Linked DNA regions of Mus musculus: region 1 is linked to region 2. A link is a contact called in public HiChIP or PLAC-seq data. All regions are on one chromosome and are shown on one strand. Each heading gives the region's core, a stretch centred on a gene start, on an enhancer-like site or on the middle of the called end of the contact. The rest is flanking DNA. Distances are from core to core; before and after follow the strand shown. Region 1 overlaps A930038B10Rik (a long non-coding RNA gene). Region 2 overlaps Wapl (WAPL cohesin release factor).

Region 1 (2,700 bases), core at 155-2,654, 76 kb after region 2:
ATGAACGTGGGCGGGGGCATGGGTACCTTACTAGTGGTTTCACTACATGTCTCCCTCCCTCCAGGAACCCTTAACTGCCTAGAACTCCTCAGAGAGGCCGAAGGCTTCATGAGCCCCGCCCACCGACCTGTGATGGGCAGTGACCAGACCCAATCTGGTGCAAGTTTTTATTCACCGGGGTTCTTTCCAGCTTCTGAGAGTGCACCAGCGCATTGACCCTGTCGTATTGACGAGACTGTGTCCCATGATAGTGATGGGTACCTTCGACTGCCATCTCTGGTACACTTCCTTAGTGTCTTTTGCCTTATGATCACAGAAAGGAAGTTTGATCAACTTTTGGTTTGATTTTGTGACAGGGTACCGAACTTAGCCTCCTGAGTGTTAGGGTTGTGTACCCCAACACTTCTGCTCTTACAAAATGTTTCTTGTTTCATGCTACTCCTACCATATGATTTATGTCTGCTTATTTTGGAATACTTTTTCATTCAAAATATTATTTTCATTGTGAAGATATGATCACGATATTCAAGGTAAGAAAGAGTAAACAAGGAAAAAAGCCTTTATTTCTCTCCTGCGATTGAGGCTTCAGGGTTATGTCACCTTGCCTGTCCCACACACGTATTCAAGAGCTCGTGTCAAAAGCTAGTTCCAGCTCGGACCTTAAGTTGGAGGCAGGAGGCGCGGCCTCCAGCAGCGCGCCCACAGCGCCCTCTTGAGGCTCTGGAAGGTATCATAGAACAGAAGGATGCAGGAGGGGACCGAGGTTCTAAGGAAGGGATATTGGGGAAGGGGCGTTGGAGCAGGCGAGCTGCAGATCTCTTGAGGCTCCGAGGTCACCCGAATGCTGTGTCCACAGGACTCCGGGTCCTGGGCGTCGTCAACAGCGGCTGGGTTGACGGGACCCACGCGGATCCAGCTCACATGGCGCAAGACTCTCAACGCCTCCTCCCTCCCCTCTGCGTTCGCGCGACGAGTTCCGCATCTTTATCACCGCTCCCCCTGGGCTATGTGTGGCGGCCTAGACCTCCGGGTGTCCCCAGATGGAGCAGGTGCTTGGATGCCGCGCCGGGTTGGGGCAGGATGTTCGGATGAGCCCTATGACTTTGGCGGCCTCAGTTTCCCCAGGATGACTGCCCTCGTGCGTGGTCAGCCAAGAGGAGCGGGTCAGAGTATCCACCACGCACCGTGAGCGCCCAGAGGAGTGCATCCGCCCAAGTCCCACCTCCTAAGACTCCAGACTGTCCCTACCTCTCAGCACGTCTCCGCTCTGATCTTGATTTTCCTGGAGGTCGACCCAGGTTAAACCCCACAAGCCTTGTAGCCCCGAGCCTGTCGGGTGCGGGCTTGGCCGAGGCTTTCTCGACTGTAGCGGGCACTGTGCTGGGAGGACATGCGCAGTCGGCCAGCCAGAAGCCGGAGGCAGCCTTCTCCTGGGTGACTGGCCCCTGGGTCATCTCGCTTCAGCCTGCTTTGGTTCTAGGAGTTGGAAATGCTTAGCTTGAAGTCAATGTCCCCAGTGTAAGTGTCTGCGAGACGGCTCGCCGGGTGTAGGCGCTTGCCACCAAGCCTGACCACCTGAGTTTTCTGTGGAAGGAGAGAAGCAACACGGAAGTTATGCTCTGATCTTCACATGCGCTGTGGTGCGCACGCGCACACATCCCCCTCGTCCTGTATTTTTTTTTTTTAATTTTAAAATAAATTTAAATCTCCAATATACCGAAAACCACATGTATAAAACGTACCGAATAACAAACCACCCCACACCTCACACCTTTCTGCTTCTTAAAGGTTCCATCCTTGTCCAGGGTGTGGCTGCCTAGCCACCACTCACCCTGACTATGGTAGAGATGTTCGTTGAGGTTAGTGTTTATATTGACTTATTTGTTGGTGTTTGTTGGAGGTAGGATGGCTAACGATGTGATTGCCTTCCTGTCTGCCAGTAAACTTCAGACAGCAATACTTTTCCCCCAGAGCAAAGGCAGGGCACATGCCTGTTTCTGGGCACGTATCCATCTTCAAGAAAGTCAGTTGCTACCCTGTTGTCCTTCAAAGACATCGAGTCCTGGGATGGAGAGATGGTGTCTTGGTTAGGGTTTTACTGCTGTGAACAGACACTATGACCAAATAAAAACAACATTTAACTGGGGCTGGCTTACAGGTTCAGAGGTTCAGTCCATTATCAACAAGGCGGGAGCATGGCAGAATCCGGGCGGGCATTATACAGGACACACCTACTTCAACAAGGCCACACCTCCTAATAGTGCCATTTCCTGATCCAAGCCTATACAAACCATCACAGATGGCTTGTGGTTAAGAGCGCCCGCTGCTCTTGTAGAGGACCTGGATTTAGTCTCCAGCACTGACATGGTGGCTCATAACCATGCATAACTCCAGTTCCAAGGGATTCCTTTTCTGACTTCTGCAGGGATTAAAGGCATGTGCCACCACTGCCCGGCTGATTAGAAAGCTTAAAAAGAAAGAAAAAAAAAGAATCAGAGAACTTTCACTGTTTAGGCTCTGGAGGGAGGGGAGACTTTGGGATCAAAATTTAAGTTATAAAACAGCTGAGATGAGTATACATTTTGCTAAGACGGGCTTCCTGAAGCAGCTCACAGATGCAAAACTCATGTACTGCTGTCACTAGAGTGGACAGAGTCCCACTGACAATGCTCCATGCAAGGGACAGTGCAGACTCTCACA
Region 2 (2,700 bases), core at 170-2,669:
AAAATTTTCTCAGGCTTTAATTAAAGGGTAGGCTCTTTCCTAAATATTCCATTTTAGTTTGAAATATATAAAATTTATTTTTAATTACATGTTGATGTGTGTGCCTGCATGTGGCTATATGCATGTGAGTTCAGGGTTCCAAACCCAATTCAAATTGCATGTAAGTAAGCTCTCCCACTGAAATATAACCCTAGGCTAGCATATGGTAATTTATGTGATAATTTTATACTATTGAGTCTTTGGGACAGAGATACCAAACATCTTGTTTTAGTTTTGAAAATCCAAATGTAATACAGACATAAGGATTGATTTTTTTAGGACATTTAGAACTGTACTGATAACAGATGGTTTTATGAGGGAAATACTCAAAAGAAATTAATTAAACCCTTTGGAAGTAGCACAAAACTTGAAAAAAATTGAAACATTCTCAAAGCCTCAAATTGTGGTCTCATAGGATTGGAAAGTACTAGTAGGTAAGGATTCTCTCAGTTCTCTCAATTCTCTCTCTCTTTGTCTCTCTCTTTCTCTCTCTTTTTTGTTTTCGAGGCAGGGTTTCTCTGTGTATCCCTGGCTGTCCTGGAACTCACTCTGTAGACCAGGCTGGCCTCAAACTCAGAAATCCGCCTGCCTCTGCCTCCTGAGTGCTGGGATTAAAGGTGTGCACCACCACTGCTCACAGTATTCTCTTTTAATAATAAAATTTGTCTCAAGATTGTAGGCTCAATGATAAGGTCCTCTTAGTGGTTGAGTCTCTAGTGAGAGCTAGGTCTATTTTTGTATCTTGGAGCAATAGAACTTAAATTCTGGAGTATGAAACGTTAAGACTCACTTTGAGAAATGAAGTTGATATTGAATAACATTTGAAAACTATAAGACTACTTGAATGAGAAACACCAAGTTACAGGTCAGTCTTGATATAACGTGTGAACCAGCAGTCATTTTTAGAAGATGAGGTTCTCTTCCTTCTAAATTAGAAGAAAATGTTTATAACCATTTGAGAAGTAATCTAATCCTTCAGTAGTTTTTATGTGAAGACTCACAGGTCATTGAACTACATTGTACTAGCCAAGGATAGCTATCTTGGTTGTTTCTTTGCCTCCTGACTCAGCCTCCCAAGTGCTAGGATTAGGACTGTGCACCACTCCCAAAGATTGTGCTTTTTAAAATTTTGTCCTCTTTGGAACTGGAGAGATGGCTCAGTGGTTACGTGTGTTTGTTGTTCTTAGTTCCCAGCACCCACATAGTGGTTCATAACTTCAGTTCCAGAGAATCTGATGCCTTACCATCTCTGCAGTCTCCCCAGGCAGGCTCATATACCTATACCGGACGGTTTTGTGCACTGTGTATTCAGATGCTGATTTCTATGCCTAGACATCTGCAGTCTGGACAATGGCATGGCCAAGCATCTCCGGTCTTAATGTTATGTAAAAGTTGTTTCCCATCACCTCTGATTGGGTAATAAAGAGCTGATCAGCTAGTTAGCTGCTCAGAAATAGGGCAGGACTTCCTATTCCAGTCCTGGAAAGAGACTAGAGAGGAGAGAGGGAGAAGATGTGGAGAGACCATGTGGATAAACCAGGAGGATTCTCCATTGAGGTCTCTTGAGAGAGCAGCCATGAGGACAAACATGGACTAGAGTGAGCCAAGGCAAGACTCAGATGTAGGTAAAGGACCACATAGCTGGGAAGTATACAGCATAACCAGGTTAGATAGAATAGCTCTGAACCTGCCCAGCTTAGTGCTTGAAGCTTGTTAATAAAAATACCAGGTCTCTCTGTCTTTTATTCAGGAGCTAAAATGGGCTAGAGTGGGCCCTGCAGTTATATGAGAACAAAAGGGGTGTAAGAACATCCCCCCAAAGAATTAGTTATGCAAAACACTCATATATAAATCTTTAAAAAACTTTTTAGAGTAGTTATCTTTGTTTAGAAGCCATCCAGTGAATTCCAGGCCAGCTAATTATAAGCACCCATTCTCAGTAAAAGAGAAAATGTTTGATTTTTTGCTGATAGTACAAAAATACAACTAGAAAAGATATGTAATAGGTTTTGAAGTAAGAGAATAGGGTTAGAGTACTTCATCAACCACTACTATTTTTAATCCTTTATTATTTTCTCCAACATTAATGTTTTTAAAAAACCTTGTGTTTTCTGATAACTTGAAACACTGGAAAGCTAGCTAGTTTTGATTACCATTTCAGAAAACTTGGATTTTACAGAGGACTTGCCTGGTGTGCCTGAGAGTGTGAAGAAGCCCATAAGTAAACAAGGAGATAAATCCAAGGAAAATACCAGAAAGATTTTTAGTGGCCCCAAACGGGTAAGTAAAGCATTAACACTGGTGTTTTTTTTTAATAAAAATGTGTGTGTGTGTGTGTGTGTGTGTGTGTGTGTGTGTGTGTGTGTATGTATACATATATTTATCATTAGAGGGCTCAACCCTTAACTTTTTATTGGGAAGTTACCAATGAGCCATTGTGACATTGTTTATCTCAGGATATCTGTAAATCTTTAAAAAAAACCATATATATATTTTTTTTACGATGATATATATACATATATATATATATCATTGTAAAAAATGTAATCATATGTCTAAATATGGCATTAAAAATAATTTTTCTGGGCTGGAGAGATGGCTCAGTGGTTAAGAGCACCGTCTGTTTTTCCAGAGGTCCTGAATTCAATTCCCAGCAACCAG

Evidence for each region. HiChIP or PLAC-seq counts read pairs in DNA pulled down with a chosen protein or histone mark.
Region 1: an H3K27ac HiChIP or PLAC-seq map of embryonic stem cells shows a contact between it and region 2, with 8 read pairs. The contact joins two enhancer-like sites. A contact is called at or near these places in 1 of 15 datasets of contacts at CTCF or cohesin (large pre-B cells), 10 of 484 Hi-C or Micro-C datasets (CD8 T cells, Sertoli cells, cerebral cortex and 3 more), 10 of 115 datasets of contacts at active chromatin or transcription factors (the SCID.adh cell line, bone marrow-derived macrophages, craniofacial prominence and 3 more) and 2 of 9 other capture datasets (adipose tissue and liver).

The regions. Positions count from the first base shown.
Region 1 is chr14:34,768,432-34,771,131 of GRCm38.p6, forward strand. It overlaps A930038B10Rik (a long non-coding RNA gene), which reads left to right. Exons shown (of 5, transcript XR_001781218.2): 4 at 65-279; 5 at 857-1,670. Among named protein-coding and RNA genes, the nearest start is that of Gm30969, 4.7 kb to the right of the region's middle. Within about 2 kb of position 1,405, at least 206 of the 459 cell types and tissues checked have an H3K27ac peak or open chromatin away from gene starts, as enhancers often do. A contact at or near this core is called in embryonic stem cells, where this site is marked.
Region 2 is chr14:34,692,787-34,695,486 of GRCm38.p6, forward strand. Wapl (WAPL cohesin release factor) reads left to right here. Exons shown (of 19, transcript NM_001004436.4): 4 at 2,201-2,319. Among named protein-coding and RNA genes, the nearest start is that of 5830448L01Rik, 19 kb to the left of the region's middle. Within about 2 kb of position 1,420, at least 7 of the 459 cell types and tissues checked have an H3K27ac peak or open chromatin away from gene starts, as enhancers often do. A contact at or near this core is called in embryonic stem cells, where this site is marked.